Regions from separate parts of the Mus musculus genome. Here region 1 is linked to region 2. A link is a contact called in public HiChIP or PLAC-seq data. All regions are on one chromosome and are shown on one strand. The core of a region is the stretch at or near the end of the contact, and the rest is flanking DNA. Distances in the headings are between cores, read along the strand shown. Region 1 has its middle 6.7 kb from the start of Mir6380. Region 2 overlaps Dapp1 (dual adaptor for phosphotyrosine and 3-phosphoinositides 1).

Evidence for each region. HiChIP or PLAC-seq counts read pairs in DNA pulled down with a chosen protein or histone mark.
Region 1: a contact with region 2 is called in an H3K27ac HiChIP or PLAC-seq map of embryonic stem cells, with 13 read pairs. The contact joins two enhancer-like sites. A contact is called at or near these places in 3 of 484 Hi-C or Micro-C datasets (embryonic stem cells and regulatory T cells), 10 of 115 datasets of contacts at active chromatin or transcription factors (bone marrow-derived dendritic cells, embryonic stem cells and pancreatic cancer cells) and 4 of 9 other capture datasets (adipose tissue, embryonic stem cells, liver and 1 more).

The regions. Positions count from the first base shown.
Region 1 is chr3:137,774,033-137,779,750 of GRCm38.p6, forward strand. No RefSeq gene overlaps it. Among named protein-coding and RNA genes, the nearest start is that of Mir6380, 6.7 kb to the right of the region's middle. Within about 2 kb of position 4,324, at least 5 of the 459 cell types and tissues checked have an H3K27ac peak or open chromatin away from gene starts, as enhancers often do. A contact at or near this core is called in embryonic stem cells, where this site is marked.
Region 2 is chr3:137,958,077-137,963,471 of GRCm38.p6, forward strand. It overlaps Dapp1 (dual adaptor for phosphotyrosine and 3-phosphoinositides 1), which reads right to left. Exons shown (of 9, transcript NM_011932.3): 3 at 3,366-3,499. All of the region lies in intron 2 of Gm19708 (a long non-coding RNA gene), which reads left to right. Among named protein-coding and RNA genes, the nearest start is that of Gm19708, 17 kb to the left of the region's middle. Within about 2 kb of position 4,110, at least 66 of the 459 cell types and tissues checked have an H3K27ac peak or open chromatin away from gene starts, as enhancers often do. A contact at or near this core is called in embryonic stem cells, where this site is marked.

The sequences.
Region 1 (5,718 bases), core at 3,074-5,573, 180 kb before region 2:
TTGGTGGTCCAGCGTCTGAGAAATCTTGGGGGTCCAGATTAGTTGAGACTGCTGGTCCTCCTACAGGGTTGCCCTTCTCCTCAGCTTCTTCCAGTTTTTCCCTAATTCAACCACAGGGTTCAGCAGCTTCTGTCCATTGGTTGGGTGTAAATATCTACATCTGACTCTTTCAGCTGCTTGTTGGGTCTTTTGGAGGGCAATCATAAAAGGCCCCTTTTTGTGAGCACACCATAGCATCAGTAATAGTGTCAGGCCTTGGGGTCTCCCCTTGAGCTGGATTCCAATTTGGGCCTGTGACTGGACCTCCTTTTCCATTTTTGTCCCTGCAGTTCTTTCAGACAGGAACAATTGTGGGTCAGAGTATTTGACTGTGGGATCACAACCCCACCCCTCACTTGATGCCCTGTCTTTCTGCTGGAAGTGGGCTCTTCAAGATCCCACTCCCATAGCCGGGAGGTGGTGGCACACGCCTTTAATCCCAGCACTTGAAACCCTGTCTCGAAAAAAACAAAATAAAATAAAATAAAATAATAAAAAATCCCACTCCCCACTCTACAGAATTTCATCTAAGGTCCACTCTGACCACTTTAGTTAATGCCACAAACTAGCCTGGTGTGTTGTCACAGACCTTTAATCTCAGTACACAGAGGGTAGAGGTTGGGTTGATCTCTGTGTTCAAGTGAATTTCAGACCAGCTAAGACTATACAGTCAGACTCTGCCTTAAAATACACACACATAGGCCTGGTGTGATGGTGCATGCCTTTAATCCCAGCACTCGGGAGGCAGAGTCGGGCGGATTTCTGAGTTCGAGGCCAGCCTGGTCTACAAAGTGAGTTCCAGGACAGCCAGGACTATACAGAGAAACCCTGTCTCGAAAAACCAAAAAAGAAAAAGGAAAAAAAAATAAAAAAAAAAATACACACACATACATATAACACACACACACACTACAAACCAATCCCAACAGTTTCTATCCCTTTTTCTTGCTTCATTTTTCTCCTAACAGTTTTATCATTTAATACAGCATACATATGCTTTATATTAACTTGGATTTCACACACACACATGCCTGCTTGGTTCATATCACATATCAGCTGTCAAGAGATGCTTGTTATGGAAATGAATGAAGGACCCAGCTGCCAGTCACTGTTACACACAGATTTGCCCTGCTAGAGTCACGTGATTCCCATTTGCTTTTCACAGATAAGGAAGTGAGTCTTTAGAGAGTCTGCTGAGCTTTGCCAAAGGGCAGATGATGATAAATGACAGGTCTAGGAAGCAAGCCCCCAAGCTTGATTCCGGTGTCTTCTGTCTTAACCACAACACTAGCCTTTCCCACAACCACAAACCCATAACAGAGACCTAGAGAGAAGCTGAAAGCCAGGCATTGAAGCCAGATAATATTCAAACAACAGTCAGGAGCAGAGATAAGGCTGCAGCTCAATGGTAGATGGTCTGCCACTGCCTGAAGAAGGCCCTGAGTTCAATCCCAGCACAAAAGTAGTAACAGTCATCATAGCAATTATACTCTATCAAAGGCTTAGAGCAACAGACATAGCCTAGCACATGCCCTGGGGATGCTGGTACAGGATGGTCATGAATTTGAGGCCAGACTTGAATGGAGCTAAATTACTACAATCAAATGTGACAGGGTGACGAGGGAATAAAGCTGGCTCTAGAGAGCAGTGAGCGGTGCTGTGCCAAGAACAAACATACTCTGATGACACATCCCAGCCCTACAGGCTGGGAAGGGGCGGTGGGTGAGGGCTGTGTGTCCGGAGGAGCTCTGATAACCAGGACTCTAGGAGTTCTGACACCTAACCATGGATTTCATACCAGCCTTTGCTGCCAGCACCTCCATTGTCTCCCGTCAAGGTGAGGGCCAGGAAGTAATCTGATAGAGAAAAATGTTCAGCTCACACACAGCTGATCAAAACAGGCACAGAGTGAGAGATGAAGATTGTATTTATTCCTTTCTCTTTGTCTTTGATGTCTTAGATTTAGGGTATAAAGTTTTGAAAATATTCTATATTACATATAGCAAGTCTGCTGGTTCCATACTACATGAATGAGACAACTGGTTTACCTCTCCGTGCTCCTTTCGTTACTTCCCATGCACCCCTTGTAGTATGTGCTATCTTTGCTGACAATTATGGTAAACTCTTAAAGGGCTATGAAGATTCAATGAGGCAGGCATGGAAAGCACTGGAAAACATGTTCAGTAGGTACTAAACATGCCAGAGTATTAATCATTATTGTGTGGTTAAAATCATGCATCACACAGATGTGTAATCCAAGGCTGTTATTTTATTATGCACGGGAAGAATTGCTTCAGCACTATGAAGTAAGCTACATCACACATAAGAAAAGAATGTGTGTGTGGCAGTTTGTCTAAGAAGGAATACGATAGCTACGATATATAAGTATTTGGGGGAAATTGGCCTCACCGTGTCAAAGGTTTTCTTTAAGATCAAACTGATGAAACCTGGAGAGATGGCTCAGTGGTTAAGAGCATTTGCTCCTCTTGCAAAGGACCTTGTCCTGTTCTCAGTACATACGTGATGGCTCACAACTGGCTGTAACTCCAGTTACAGGGGATTCAATGCTCTCTTCTGGCCTTCCCAGGTGCCAGGTATGTGAGGTACACATAGATATGCACAGCCAAAAATAAAAGTAAATAAATCTCCTTGTTAATGTTGATGCTAGAGCTGGGCTGCCATCAAAGTCGTCAGTGTCAAAAATGCATCTTTGCAGCAGTCTTGAAGTCTGCAGCAGAGTCGCTTACAGTGCTCAGAGCAAATGCAGTCATTGGCATTAATGGAACAGGAATGGCTCCCGAGCACGCTGCTAGGGAGGTCTTTCTAAAGCATTGTTCAGAGCTGCAAGTTATCCTAGAGATAATGCTGGAACACTGGAAGTTGTTAATGCTTGCAATTACCTTTCAGAATGAACACTGGTGTTTATTGGAGCATGGATATTGCGTACGAAGATAGTACACTGAGGATCTATAAACAATGGGCACTGACTCTTCAGTCCCTTCTCGTCCTAGAAGGAACACCCTAGGCTGAGAAGTTCAAAGATACTGGGCTATAAGGAAAGGCTTATACTGAGACACAGACTGAAGTTCATTCAAGGATATCAGGGATGCGAAGTCATTTTCAGCAACCCAATTCCAGGCTGAGCCACCTTAGACAAGAAGGATCATTACTCTGTGACTAAGAACTTTCATTACTTGTAAAACAAAAACAATCATATTCTCACCTCATGGTCTTGAAATTGTAAAAAAAAAAAAAAAAAAGCTGGGCGTGGTAGCACACGACTTTAAGCTCTCAGGAGGCAGAGGCAGGCGGATTTCTGAGTTCAAGGCCAGCCTGGTCTACAAAGTGAGTTCCAGGACAGCCAGGCTATACAGAGAAACCTTGTCAAAAGAAAGAAAGGAAGAAAGAAAGAAAGAAAGAAAGAAAGAAAGAAAGAAAGAAAGAAAGAGAAGATGAAAGAAAAGAAAAGAAAAGAAAAGAAAAGAAAAGAAAAGAAAAGAAAAGAAAAGAAAAGAAAAGAAATTGTGAGTAATGTTAGATAGGACAGAGACATACCAGGACTCTGCAGATAGTAACCACTATCACTGTTATTATTTTCCAGGACTGGACCTTAAACCCTAGAGGTCTTGGATACCAAAAACAAGAACAAAGATTGCTCTCCTGGAATGTGCCCACTGACTGCCTCCTAGTCACAGAGGAGACAAGCTCTGTGCAAGGAATCCCAGAACCAGCAGAAAACCATTGGCTACCTTACATTTAACCTTCTGTGCAGTCATTTCTCTAGAGAAGCTAAACCATGTGTGGTCACAGCCAGGATATGCCTGAGCACATTCTTTTCCAGGCACCCTGCCTGTCTTGTCAAGTCACTAAGAGAGCTCTGGGGTTTAGCAGAAGTTCAGAAGATAGGCCAACGGGACAACGTACAAAAGAAAGACAAACCCAGGCTTCCAGCAGAAAGTATTTCTGAGCACCCAAGAGAGAACCAAGATGTCGCCGACGCTAGTACAGAGAAGTCCTGCAGAAGCCGCCAAGAGATTCCAAGGTAGAGAGGAGGGGAGCCTGAAGAGCAGAGTCCTGGGAAAGCCTGTCTCACTCAGAACATAAATGGCATGGTGGACTCCACTCCATGTGGCGGGACATGTTGGTAGTACCGCGATATCTGTGTACTGTGTTTAGTACAGTATATATGTAGTCCTGTGTTTAGTGACAACCCGGGGCTATTGTGTGTGATGGAAATAGAAAACAGGGTTTCCTTTCTTTTTAGGCTAGAAAATAAAATGGCCACAGGATGGCAGTACAAGGTAAGAGATGAAGGTTAGCCAGGTATTCTGTTAACTTTGTTGATTTGAGATCGTCTCATTTGCACCAGACTGGCTTGGAATGGCCTGCATGTCAGAGGTCGACCTCGAACTCAGATCCTCTGGCTTCTGCCACTGAGAGCTGAGATTGCAGGCATGCACCATCGTGCCACCAGCTTAGTCCTGGGTTCTAAACCCAGAGAGGGTTTTGTGAACGCTGGGCAACCATTCTACCCAGCAAGCCGCATCCCTGGACTGAATTTTGGAAACGACAGGCAGAATGCAAAACCCTAAATTATGGAGTTCTCTGATTAAAAGTAATTTCTGAACTGAGTGTGGAAATACTTTTCCTCCTAACACTTATCTGCTATACTGTGTAAGGGTGCATGCATGTGGAATCGCACTGCCCATCACTGAGAGCTATTTACTGGCTTGATTTGAAGTGAAGACGCATGAAAGGCCCTCGGCCAGTACAGCAAAATGTGGTGGGAAGAGAAGAACACGGCCAGAGGGAAGTATGAATCAAAGACGGGCTTGCAATAGTCCCAGGACTCAGAAGCCAGCCTGGGCTAGATGAAGTCTCTATCTCAAAAACCAAAGGCAGACTGGGGATATAGGTCCACTGTAGACTACTTGTCTAACATGTACAAAGCCCTGAGTTCAACCCCCAGCACTGCATAAACCAAGCAAGGTTGGCACGCACCTGTAATCCCAGGTGGTAGCAGACATGCAATTCCAAGTGGTGGCAAGAAAATGAGAAGTTTGAAAACTCATAGCCATCTTCAGCTATATATTAAATTTAAGATAAGCTGGATCCTGTCTCAAAGCCAATTATTTTAAAAGGGGAGGAGATCTAGAAAAGCAGCAATAGTTTAAGATATGGGTGCATGGCTCAGAAGGTAAAGGCACTTGTCACCAAGGCTGACAAACTGAGTTTGATTCCCAGGCTCTGCCTTGTAGAAGAGAACCCTGCAGTTTGCCCTTTAATCTCCAAAGCAGCACTATTCAAGTATTTAAAGGTAGAGAGATGGGAGGTGGAAAGAGAGGCTTGCTCTGACTTAGATGGGAGCATGTATATTCATAGCTGGGGGAGTCTTTGTCACCTACGTGTGCAATTGGCCAACAAACCTACAGAAGAGGATGGGACACAGCCCCATCTAGGATCAGAAGCCATTCCTGTAGTCCACAGGGGAAGCTAGGATACCATCAAGTCTCACGCGCACGCATAAACACACACACACACACACACACAATCAAGCTTAATTAATTTCTTCAAAGTTTAGACAGCACCCCTTTTCACATGGCCACTTGCGCCTCCATTTCTCCACACAGACTACGCAGAACTCCCCCTCACCAGAAGCAAACTGGGTGCTAACTCGGG
Region 2 (5,395 bases), core at 2,860-5,359:
GGTGGGAACAGATAAGCAAGTGGAATTAATGCATTCTAACTCGATGGCTTGAAGTCAGCAAGTCAAGTGCACACTCATCAGCTGAATCAGGGCTCCGGAAGCAGCAGATTGTGTATCAGATGATGGGTAGCACAGAGGACACCCCGTGGACAAGATGACGAATTTAGTTTTCGAGAATAGATGAAGTGGGAGCCTTGGTGATAACACACAGAACATTTTAACTTTGGAGGAACTACTCTATAAACTCCAATACTAACGCATTAAGCCTCTTTTTTTTGGTCAGGGTCTTGTTATGTAGGCCAGGTTATCCTCTACCTTGGATGTGTAGTCTAGGCTCACCTTGAACATGGGATCTTTTTGCCTATGTGCTAGAATTACAACTACCACTACACTTGGCTGTGAGATTTCTTTAGTCAGGATAATGTATTTACAAAGCGGCTGTACATAGCTCTAAATGCAATGTGACATTGACCCTACTGTGTGCAGGTGACCCTACTGTGATGCAATTTCAGGTGAGCCTCTTGTCTGATGACTGTGTGGGAACGTCTCAATCAAAATATATCGCATTCACTTTGGTCCCAGCCTTGAAATCTGCCAGAAAGCAAGATGTGTATGCACATCCATTCGCCATCCCCTCATTTTGAGAAGGTCCAGTAATGAGTACAGAGAAGCATAAAAAAGATTTAAATAGTGTCTAGGAAAGAAGTTTAAATGAAAGAATTAACTTTACTTAAAGAGGTGGCAAACAGATAACAATAGTGGTTTTGATGGCTACAGGATTCCTAAAAGATACTCATCCCTTCATTTATTTCATTTATTTCATTTATTTCTTCACTGATAGCAAATATGGGAGGAACAAAAGGAGAGGCATTCAAAAAAAGAATGTGGGGGCTGGAGAGATGGCTACGTGGTTAGGAGCACTGACTGCTCTTCCAGAGGTTCTGAGTTCAATTCCCAACAACCACATGATGGCTCACAACCATCTGTAATGGGATCCGATGCCCTCTTCTGGTGTGTCTGAAGACAGCTGCAGTGTACTTATATAAATAAAATAAATAAATAGTTCTGTAATTGAAGAGGATGAGGAGAAGAAGATAAGAAGAGGAAGAAGAAGGAGAAGGAGGAGAAGGAAAGAAGAAGAGGAGGAGGAGGAGGAGGAAGAAGAAGAGGAAGAGGAAGAAGAAGAGGAACAAGAAGAAGAAGAAGAAGAAGAAGAAGAAGAAGAAGAAGAAGAAGAAGAAGGAGAAGAAGAAGAAGCCTTAAAACACTCCTCTCCATTTCCAGAGATCAAGAATTGAATAAAACCAAGTGTAGGGTGGAGCACACACCGGGAGGAAAGCTGCAGAGATTAGAGAAGTCGATGTGCTCTCTCAGGTCAAGGTAGCAGTGGAAACTAATATTCCCATATGTATTTGTTTGTGAGAACGAGTTAAACACTGAGGAAACTGTCAGGGCTGATTGTGAGGATTTCCATCCTGGAAATTGACAGATTGACAGCTTTAGGTTCACACTCAGAACATTTTACCTCAAACCTCGTCTTTTTGTGAGCAGCCAGTGTGTGGCTCCTGTGAGTTGTTCATCTGTGTGCCAGACACTGACTCATACTGGGGTCTGTCCCAGTGACATAAGTGGCAACAGCAGTGATCAGTGATGCCAGCTCACCCCGCCACACTGATGAGCAGAAAGATCACTCCAGATATTACAAGAAAAATGTACAGATTCATGGCAATTAGCTGTGGCACCATCTCTCGGGCTATAGATTCTTGCAGTCTTCCCATTGTTGATAAACAGATTTTTTTTTATCATTTAAAGCAAATAAGGCTAGAATTCTAAACCATAAATTCAGAGGTGACCCTTTACTTTATAGATTATAGACAAACAAGTTAGAAAACTCAAGGGCCAGCATAGTGTGTGCTTCAGTATGTATAGAGAATGTCCATCAAAGGTCCATGTGCTAAAGGGATGTGACCGCCTGCTTGGTCTTATGAGAAGGTAGGAACAGTGTGAAAAAGTTAGGTCATTGGTGGTGTGACATTGAAGGGGATAGTAAAACAGGGATAAGCCCCACCCCAACTCCATCTTCTTTGCTTCCTGTTCATCTGCTGAGTGGTTCTCACTGCTGTGTACTCTCATCATGGTGACAAGGGGGTAAGGGGTCATGGCCTAAAACTGCAGATGCCATCAGACAAAATAAACTTACTTCCCTACCTGTATTCTCCCTTAGCTCAAGTATCCATAGTGGTTATACCAGTGGGATGTGGGCTGACAAAATGTGGTGTTTGATCTCTCTCTCTCTCTCTCTCTCTCTCTCTCTCTCTCTCTAATATATATATATAGAGATTATATATATATGTCTTCCACTTTGACTAACGACTGAAATGAGAAATTTCAAGTCCATACCAAGCTATAGGCCTAAAACTTTGGGTTTTTGTTTTGTTTTGTTTGTTTGTTTTGGGGTTTTTTTTTGTTTTTGTTTTTGTTTTCGGAGACAGGGTTTCTCTGTGTAGCCCTGGCTGTCCTGGAACTCACTTTGTAAACCAGGCTGGCCTCAAACTCAGAAATCCACCTGCCTCTGCCTCCCAAGTGCTGGGATTAAAGGCATGCGCCACCACTGCCTGGGTGAAACTTTGTAATAAACTAAGGGTACTATTATTATTATTATTATTATTATTATTATTGCTCATAAAAATGTCTTCTAGCCAACATTTTCAATATTGAGCACTTGGTTGCTGTGGGCATTTCGTGTGAAGTTTACCTTTGAAAATGTTCCTGATTAAGTTCTCAGGGTCTCACCTACACACACACACACACACACACACACACACACACACACACACACACACAGAGATGTTTCTAAACCTATCAGTTTTGTGTTACAAGCAGAGTTTCCTGTCAGGCCTGAAATGATTGTGAATTGGCTTGTGTTTTCTTTTCTTTATGTATTATAAAAGAGAACATTCTAAAGAAATTCTCTCTTTCCCTCTCTCCCTCTCTGTCTTATTTATTTATTTATTTATTTATTTATTTATTTATTTATGGTCTCACTATATAGACCTGACTAGCTATGGAACTAACTATGTGGATCAGACTGTAGCCTCAAACTTATATGAAGCTCTGTCTGTCTGTGTGAGCTTTTCATGTCCCATATCCCATAATTCAGAGCTTCTGAGGCTGAGACGAGAGGGTCACAAGTTCCAGGTGAGCTTGTGGCTGTGGCCAGGGCTCCGTGTTTGATGTATTCCTTCCCTATCTCTCACCATGCAATGTTCTCAGCCCCAGCAGAAGTCACCAGACTCCAAGCAGATCCTCATGCAGAAATATGTATTAATAACCATATTAATAAGCCAGGTATTTAGACAGCTTACCTGTCTCGCTTCCAATCAAAGGCTGATTTGCAAAATGCTTGACAAAATCCTTTAGAGATGAATACTCATTAAAGCCGAATTTAAACGAGTACCCAGTATATTCAACATGAAAGTGTTTGACAGAGTCTTTGGCTCTGAAAGAAAAGAAGAATATTATTTAACAAATGACAATTCTTTTTGAAGGTAAATATAGCAATGTGTTAGCATCACCATAAATAAGCCTTTGACGATGCGGAACACACAGCCATCAAAATCGCCAAGCACTTTAGAGGCTGTCACGTGTGTCTTCTGTCAGGGAATACTCTCAGGTTTTCACTCTACTTGAAGACATGAGACAGTTCCCCTGCCTTCTCTTCCACTGACGGCAAAGGTTCTTGAATATTAACGTCCATAAAGGCCATGAATTCAGAGACAGAGGTGACAGGCAGGACGTGTGTGTCCTTGGCCTTCCTCCCTAGTCTGGGAATCAGTCAGAAGCCTGCTTCTGTCGGTGAGTCACATGACCCTAGTCTTCTCCCTTGCCTGCCTGCATGATTATCTACGGAATAGAGTGTCACATTTCCAAGGCTGTCATTTTCCACTTCATCTTCAAGATGAAAAACGTTGTATAAAATCTCTCCTGCTCACTTCATTTGTTCATTTCTCTTCTCCCTAGTCTCACCTCCCACTCTGTGGCCAACACCCCAACTTCAGAATGTATCAGAGTCAACAGTAAGGTCTGAAGAGCCAGGTTGCTGGGTCTCATGCCCAGACGATGACTCAGCAGGTGGAAGGTTTTTAACAGACTCTCACCTCAGTGGATGTTGCTGATCTGGGGCGCCAGCTTCAGGGCCCCTGTCCATCTGGACCTGCTGTTCCTCTAGGAAGAGTTTTTTCCATCCTTGCTCCTTACCTACAATTGGCCCTTCCCATTGGTAAACAACCTTGAGTCTTCCTGAAACTTCTACCTCATGATAATTCTGCCTTATGTTGAGTGCCTTTTAATTTCTTGCTCAAAAACTTGCCTTCTTTTAAGCGATTGCTACACTTTGCTTTGTAGCAAGATTTGGGTCTTAGTGGCCCTATGAGACTAGACTTCTTCCCAACAAGGTCATCGAGTTACGATGGCTGGTCCAAGATGCACGCTTTCAAAGGTCTATTATTAAGGAAATGGACAAATAAATGAATAAAAATAACCATAACTCTAAACAACTGGCCTATGGATCCTGTCACCTCTGATGGTAGCTTCCCCCTGCTCCAAATGTTACCAAGTATTTGTAATGAAAACCAGTGATATTTATTTTAATTTTTCATGAAGGTGAAATACATGCAGTCTATTCATAAATAGCTTATGCTCAGATGAGTCACATGTAGATAAAACTTTAGTTACCATCTGTGATCTACCTGACACGCAGTGTAAGTACCTGTGTTCTCACATGTGCAGGTACATGTGTGTATAAGCACACGTGCACATGTATGCACATGGTTGTGGAAGCCAGGGGTTAACCTCAGGTATCATTTGTCAGGAATCTTCTCCATGGATTTTTTTTTTTTTTTGGCAAGGACTCTCACTGAACCTGGGGTTCATCAATTCAGCAAGTTCTGTGTGGCCAGTGAGCCCCAGGGATACCTCCGTGTTCTCCTTTCTAGCATCAGGATTATGAGCACATACCAACATTCCTAGTTTTCTACATGGGTTCTGGGAGTTCAACTCAGTTATTTTTATCTTGCATAGACTTAGCTATTACTGCCTAGCCCTATTTAGAAAATTTATAAATAAGACTTGTCAGGGTGACTCCAAATGTTACTAGATATAATTTTTCTCCCTTTGGCTACCTAATTTGTTTCCTATTCTGTACCTATCTCTCCTTCTAAAAAACGCATGTAGACTCACTGCCAGAGAATGGAAGTTATGCCAGGCAGAACTCATAGACGCTCCGACCCCAACTCCAATGTATAGCACTGTTCCAATTACCCAGGTAAGAACTAGTCAAGATGGAGTTGTGAAGAGATTTAGTGCATTGTTAAGTCTCCAAATTGGTTCACCTTAA